Linked DNA regions of Mus musculus: region 1 is linked to region 2. A link is a contact called in public promoter capture Hi-C data. All regions are on one chromosome and are shown on one strand. The core of a region is the stretch at or near the end of the contact, and the rest is flanking DNA. Distances in the headings are between cores, read along the strand shown.

The links. Promoter capture Hi-C pulls out the DNA fragments that hold promoters and counts their contacts.
Region 1: a promoter capture Hi-C map of hippocampal neurons shows a contact between it and region 2, with 3 times the contacts expected there. The contact joins the enhancer-like site here to the promoter of Gcsh in region 2. A contact is called at or near these places in 3 of 39 promoter capture datasets (hippocampal neurons and liver) and 1 of 115 datasets of contacts at active chromatin or transcription factors (astrocytes).

What each region holds. Positions count from the first base shown.
Region 1 is chr8:119,302,357-119,306,254 of GRCm38.p6, forward strand. All of the region lies in intron 11 of Cdh13 (cadherin 13), which reads left to right. Among named protein-coding and RNA genes, the nearest start is that of Hsbp1, 40 kb to the right of the region's middle. Within about 2 kb of position 2,510, at least 15 of the 459 cell types and tissues checked have an H3K27ac peak or open chromatin away from gene starts, as enhancers often do. A contact at or near this core is called in hippocampal neurons, where this site is marked.
Region 2 is chr8:116,991,166-116,994,914 of GRCm38.p6, forward strand. It overlaps Gcsh (glycine cleavage system protein H (aminomethyl carrier)), which reads right to left and starts at 2,333. Exons shown (of 5, transcript NM_026572.4): 1 at 2,123-2,333. The coding sequence starts at 2,261.

The sequences.
Region 1 (3,898 bases), core at 1,260-3,759, 2.3 Mb after region 2:
GACTGAAGGAAAAGCTAGCCATGAAGCGGAGTAGTTTCAGTGCCACTAAACAACAGCCCAAACACTGGGTCGGAGGGGACAGAAACTTCAAAACAGACCTCCGTCGGCCATTACTTGCTTTTCAATCAGCCCGAGTCTGAGACCATGTTGGGGTGACAAAGATCATTCAGGTTGACTCTGTTTAAAAGATGCTGGTTTGGATAAAACCAGGTCATCGGTTACGATGGCACCCCCAATTAAGCCAGCTCAATGCCCCTCATTGCGGCTGCCATTTGAAGCGAAGGAGAAGAGCAATCAGCCCCAGCTATCAGCCTCCGAGCTGCCAAAGCACAGAAGAGTATCAATCAGGTTGGAATTGCTGGGTACAGTTTTGTCACTGAGAAAATGACTCGGTAAAATGACTCTTGAGATCAGGTGATGGAGGAGGATGGCCGGAGCTGCATCGAGTTAGCTCTCCCCTCCCGGGCTGTGCCAGCCCTCACTTTAGTATGACTGCATCCATGAAACTGAAGGTCTCTCTGCCTGGTTTCCCATCTGCATCACGAAGCCAATGCTGCTGGCCTGCTAGGTTGTCATAACAAAACAGAAAAGGGGGGGGGGGGGAGCACGGGAATGGCTCAGAAGAGTGCTTGCTTGCAGCACAAACCTAAGATCATGATGTCAATCCCCAACACCCATGTAAAAACAGCCAGGCATGGTGCTGTGTGCTTCTAATCCCAGCACAGCAATGGCGGTTAGCTTTGTCAGTTTGATATGATCTAGGATCACCTGGAAGGTCTCCATGAAAAATTTCCTAGATCAAGATGGCCCCAGGCATGTCTGTGGGGGCTCGTCTTGATTACTTTAGTTGAGATAGAAAGACCCACCTCTGGTAGGTGACACGAGTCCCTGGGTTTCGGTTCTGGACTCTGTAAGAGCAGAGGAGCTAGGACACACATCCGTTCTCTCTGCTCTTGACTACCAGCAACGTGCAGTGAAAAGCCGCACCAAAGTTCTGCTGCCTTGACTTTTCGCAGTGAAGGTCTGTGACCAGGAACTGTTCGATACAAAGTTGCTTTAGTCAGAGTGTTTTAACAAAGCAGCAGGAGACACAACTAAAACAGCTGGGGGGTGAGGGGGTGGAGCCAGACGAATCCCTGGGGCTCTCTGACCCACCAGTCCAGCCCGAGACCAAGGTTCTAGTGAGAGACAAGATAAATGGTTCCTGTCTTAGTCAGGGTTTCTATTCCTGCACAAACATCATGACCAAGAAGCAAGTTGGGGAGGAAAGGATTTATTCAGCTTACACTTCCACACTGCTGTTCATCACCAAAGGAAGTCAGGACTGGAACTCAAGCAGGTCAGGAAGCAGGAGCTGATGCAGAGGCCATGGAGGGATGTTGCTTACTGGCTTGCTTCCCCTGGCTTGCTCAGCTTACTTGCTTATAGAACCCAAGACCACCAGCCCAGAGATGGTACCACCCACAAGGGACCCTCCCGCCTTGATCACTAATTGAGAAAATGCCCCACAACTGGATCTCATGGAGGCATTTCCCCAACTGAAGCTCCTTTCTCTGTGATAACTCCAGCCTGTGTCAAGATGACACACAAAGCCAGCCAGTACAGCTCCTGAGGCGCGATGTCCAGGCACACATAAACTAAACAGCTTGGATATTTAAGTGCTGCACTCCTTGAGTGGAGTCACGGACTGATCTTCCTAACTGATCATTGTAGGGTCTTTGGGGTCTCAGCCAGACATGGAGATGCTGTCTGTGACCACCCTGGGAATGAACTGAGCATTTTCCTCAGGAAATAAGGGGCCTCCAAGCCCATCTACAAAGATGTTAGAAAAATGTCTCCTTTATCATCAGCACCATCAGGGACATGCCCTTGACTGGGTAGGTGGGGCTAAGCCAAGGACCATCTGCCTGACAGCGGGACACTCCCACACTCAAGGGAATAACCAGCCATAACGTGAAACAGAATATTTCCACTCATTTTTTTATAGCCAAGAAATTGACTGGGATGTGAAAATACTGTCAGCCACGCCCATGTGTACCAGCTCAGCCCACGGCATCTTAGCATCATCCCTCTGCCAGCCCTCCTTGGCACCTTTCCCAGCGTGGTAGGGTCATTCACTGCAGGCCATTCTTCCCTGTATCTCCAGCCTCCTCCGCTTCCTGTCAAAGCTATCGATATAAATGAATATCTCTATCAATATTAATATGATTGATTGTTGATGTGATAAGATCGATGTAATAATTAAGATTATCAATATGGCTTGATAATCTGAAGCCCTTGGAAACCCAGCAGGGCAGATGTGAAATGCTGTCTCTTCAGGTCTACAATGTGAGGTGAACTCTGACGAGCCAGGAAGCCTGACCAGTGCAGCCTCGCCCTCCACATTTTCCACACAATCCCGTTCGATTCCTTTGCTATAAAAAAATGAATGAAAACACTCAAGGTGGTTGATTATTCCCTTGAGTGTGGGAGTATCCCATTGTCAGGCAGATGTTCACCATGTGAAGTCATGTTAACTCATGATTCCCCGGGAGCCTACGCTGTGTGCCTCTAGAACATGTCCAGGCAGATGTGGGACCAGTGACGAGGGCAACTTACTACTTCCCAGCACTTCTCAGAGTTAGCTTCTGGGAGGATTTGTGTGATCCTGACATTCTGAAGTGTGTGTGTGTGTGTGTGTGTGTGTGTGTGTCTCAGTGTGTGTGTGTCTCAGTGTGTGTGTGTCCCAGTGTGTGTGTGTGTCTCAGTGTGTGTGTATCTCAGTGCGTGTGTGTCTCAGTGTGTGTGTGTCCCAGTGTGTGTGTGTGTGTCTCAGTGTGTGTGTCTGTGTCTCTGTGTCTGTGTCCCAGTGTGTGTGTCTCAGTGTGTGTCTGTGTTTCTGTGTCTGTGTGTGTGTCCCAGTGTGTGTGTGTGTGTGTCTGTGTGTTGGCATCCACGTAGCCCATCTGGCCTTGAATCTGCTATGCAGCTGAGGATGGCCTTGAACTTCTGACCCTACTGTCTCTACTTCCCGAGTGTTGGGATTACAGATGTGCACTCCACACCTGGTTTTGTTCTGTGTCTTTGAAACCAGCCCACCCAACTACCCCCAAGGACCCTGTTCATCTAAGGGGTCACTTGGGGTCTCATGAGCTAGGGATCCTGCCCCCATGTGCAAATCTGGTCTCTTGCATGCAGATGTTGACAGCAGGCTTGTCTGTAACAATCAAAAACTGAAAACTGCAAACGCCCATCCGCAGTGAACACACAGACACGGCATGCTATACCCACATGGTGGCATGTGATTCCGCCATCAGGGACCAATGCTGGGGTGGACTTCAACATGGATGGGCCTCAGAAACACGGCATTAAACAAAATAAGATTCAAAAAAGATCACATATTGGCTGAAGAGATGGTTCAGCAGTTAAGAATAAAGTCTGCTCTTAAGTTTCCAGCACCAACACGGCAGCCCACAACCCTCTTTAACTCCAGTTCAGGGGGGTCTCACGCCCTCTTCTGGCCTCCACAGATACTGCATGCATGTGATGCACAGACATACATGCAAGTAAAAGATAAAACCCCATGCATGTAAAATAATTTTTAAGATTGCATACTGCATATTTCATTTATATGAAATGTCTGGAATGAATCAACCATAGAAAGTAGGCTGGCGATTGCCCAGGGCCTGCAGTGGGTACTAGAGAGTTAGCGCAAAGGTCTCTTCTTGGGGACAATGAGGGTGCTCTAGAGTCAGAGCATGGCGCTGGTTACGAGACTGTGAATTTACTAAAAAATCAATTTGTTGTAAAAACAAAAAAGTGAAGGCTGAGAGAAAAGGGAGCAGTACAGAATTGAAAAGAAACTACCTTTAATTCCTGTGTAACTTCCTAATCTAACATTTCCTTTCTGGTTATTATA
Region 2 (3,749 bases), core at 1,083-3,582:
AACTGCCATTCTCTTACAAGTCTAGAACCCCCTGATTACCTTATGACCAACAATCATCACCTCAACACAGCATCTGACCAGGGGCGGACAGTCACAGATCTCTGACCCTTTGCGCTATCCTCGGCCACACCGCTGACAGTGTCGCTGCTCTGCCTCAACTTTGCAGCTTCAGTTTGAGCCAGCAGCATTCTGAGCTCAGCACACCCAGGTCCACTTGCCCTTAAAGTCCATATTGTCCTTTTAGCCCAGGAATGCTACCTAGGCTTAGGCACAGATTACAATTCTCCGTTAACCCTTGACCTCACTGAAGAAAGCAGATTAGGTAAATAATTACTTTCTTCCTAATCCTCGAAAAACACAGTTTGAGACCTGGGGATGTGGCTTTGGGGGATGGGTGCTTGCCTATCACTGTGGTAGCTCTGAGTTCAGTCTCTACCATTGCACAGCTGGGTTTGGTGGTGCTCGGCAGTCCAGTCGCAGCACTGTGGAAGGATCTGAAGTTGTCATCCTCAGCTACACAGGGGTCTCTCCAGCTTCGCAGTGAGAGCAGACCTCAGAGCAGAAACAGACTGGGGGGGGGGGGGGGGGCGGCACACCTAAATCCCAGCACTCAGAGAGGAAGAGGCAGGTAGACTTCTGTGAGTTCTAGGCCAGCCTGATCTACAGAGAGAGAGAGTTCTAGAATAGGGAAGATTACACAGAGAAACCCAGCCTTGAGAAAACAGAAACAAAACCCCACCATGGTTTGGGGCCTCAGAAAATCTGAGCTGAAACTGAAGATACTGCATTCTCAAACACAATAGCTTGCTTAATATGGGTCAGTGGTGCTATCTGGCACTACACACTAATAGTTAATAAAACTATTCACTGCTAATATGTCAAGCTGCAGGTGACAGGACGACTTCCCAGTAACTCTGAGGTAGCTATTGCCTCGCCTCCACTGTTCTAATGCAGGGCACTGGGGTTCTGAGAAGTTGAGAGACTGTGCCCGAGACCACACAGCTCTAAGAGGAAAAACCAGAATTGAATAATGTCTGTGTTTCAACAAGCACAAGGCTCTGCACCCTGCATAATAAGTGTGCACAATTCTGCCAGTTCAAAGAGGGTAAAAATGAAAAGAACCTGAGTAGTTAAGCAGACCGTGGGAATTGACACATTAGGCAATATTTAACCAAATACCTGGAACTCAGTATGTAGCTCCAGCTGCCCTCGGCCTCACAGCGATCCTCCACCTCAGCAGTGCTGACACGGTTACCGGTGGAAGCCACCCACCATGCCTGGTTTGAAACGGACTGCTTATTTGAGCATTTCTTTACCCTTGTACTCCAGTCAATAACGGTCTGGTGTGTGAAAAACTGGAGAAATTTTAGCAAGAAAGGAAGAAACGTGGCACTCCACACCGAGGAATAACGTGATCAACATTTTGAGTTCCACAGATTTCTGACCCACGGCACTCGCTGAGAGCAGCCGTTCCGATTTGTGCTGCCTGAGTAAGGTCTCCACTACTTGCACATAAAACTGTTTCCCAGCTAACTGTGCAAACGCGTACAATGGGCAGGTCTCCCAGCTATTTCCAGTCCGTCAAACCAGGCTCGTTTGAACCCCAGTACACATCAATGACTCAGACGTTAGAACTTTTCCTGCTGTCTGTAGTTCACAGCTAAAGCTTCCTCACTACGCTTGATTTTGCGGGGGGCGGGGGAGAGAGTAAAAAGCTTATTTCTGTTACTCTGACTTTTCATTCATCTGTATATGCATTCTGCTAAATTTTAGTATGTGTTTCTGCTTAACTTCACTTCGCAGTTCCTCGTAAACAAACTGCTGTTAGGTTCCACAGCAAACCTAAGTGCTCCCCACATTTAGGATCTCGGTGCACCTAAAAGCAAGCTCAGCCCGGCACGAGTGGCCGGTTTACCTGCGGGTCCAGCCGTCCTTCCCTCCCAGCTCCACCTTTCTACCCCGGGTTCAAAGTTTGCTCCTGTACTCTCCCGCCTACTTAGGGAGAAAGGCCGCAGAACCAGGATCCCAAGAGCGAGAAGCGTGGGTAGGGCTATAGGTCGGTCCGGCCAGGAGGCTTGGGAGTAGGGCGGGCAGGAGCGGTGACCACGTGCCCTGCACTTACCCGACAGCAAAGCAGATCCGGTGCGCAGTGAGCGGACGGCGGCGGCGCTCGGTACACAGGGCCGCGGCGAGCAGAAGGTCAGGGCGGTGCGCAGGCTGTAGGCCACAACCCGCAAGCTCCTCGACACTTGCAGCGACATGGTCAGAGGTCCGGAGGGTAACTGCGCTTCGCCTCCGCCACCGGGCCGGTGGGGACGGGGTGGGTCCAGAGTAAGCGGAGCACCCAGGCCCGGGGGCGGAGCCCGGGAGAGGCGCGCTCTGATTGGACATCTTGAAGGTTCCACTTCGGATAGGACAACCCGCGCGAGGGGCGTGTGCATGTGGAGGCGCTGAGGCCCGGATGGGGCTGTGTGAGAGGCGCAGATTGGCTGGGCAGGGAGGAGGCGGGGCCTCACTGGAGGGCGGAGAGTAGAATCTTGCGAATAGAAGCTCCAAGTCCGCAATCTAGGAGTTGCCCTGAACTGCATCGCTGCAGGGGCCAGAGAAAGATTCCAGCAAGGATGGTTTTGCTGGGCTAACGCAGTCTCATGCCACTAAGCCAAAAAGTCCTACGGAAGATGAGGTGCCGCCAGGCCCTTAAAGCACACAGTTACGCCTAACTGCACAAGGTCACCCCCATGGGATTCATTTAAGACCGTTCTAGGCATCAAACCCTGTTTCAAAGAAAGAAAGAGGGAGGGAGGGAGGAAAGAAAAAGGACAGAAAGAGAAAAGGGAGCCGGGCGTGGTGGCGCACGCCTTTAATCCCAGCACTCGGGAGGCAGAGGCAGGCGGATTTCCGAGTAAGGAGTTGTCCATCCTCGGAGTTATCAAGTCAGGGACCTCCATTCCTTATGTTCACTGTCAAGGGAAATGGGTTGGCACCACCAAGACAAAACAGGATTTACCCTGAGGTGGCTGCAGATGTCCTTGGAGAGGGAGAGAAGGCTCCCTGAAAAGGCTCAGTGTCCCTTAGCCAAGAGAAAAGCGTAGGATGTACTGGGGGCAGGGAACCCAGAGTCTGTACAGTGGATGAGGGGAAGGGCGGAACAATATATACTAGAAGCTGTACCAGACATTCAAGCCAAACTAGGGCTGCTGGTGGCAAGGAAGTAGCAGTTAGATAAAAACTCTGGTAGATGACAAAGGTGGTGAGCTTCCATGATGGCCAGCTTCATCTACACCCCCCTGAGCTGAGACAAAAGCCCGGTACCTTAAAAACGGGTGGTACCTTTTAAAATGGGCTGTTTCTTCTCCTGCCAGCCCAGCCAGCCTCCTGCTCAGGGACTGGCTCAAGTAGTTCAAGGCCACATCAGGACCGGCTTACACTTGTAGGCCAGCCAGTGATCCTGTCTTTTCTTTAAACTGACCAGCCCTATAGGGAAGACTCTACAGAGCCAGCAAACAAACAAAGCAACCCAACCCTCAAGAAGAGATTCCAGCCTGGTAGCTGCATGCAGCTTTAATCCTAGCACTCAGGGACAGATCTCTGAATTCAATGTCAGCCTGGTCTATAGTGAGTTCCAGAACAGCCAGGGCTATACCAGACAACCAGAGGAACTCTGTCTCCGAAAACCAAAGATAGATAGATAGATAGATAGATAGATAGATAGATAGATAGATGATGGATGGATGGATAGATAGATAGAT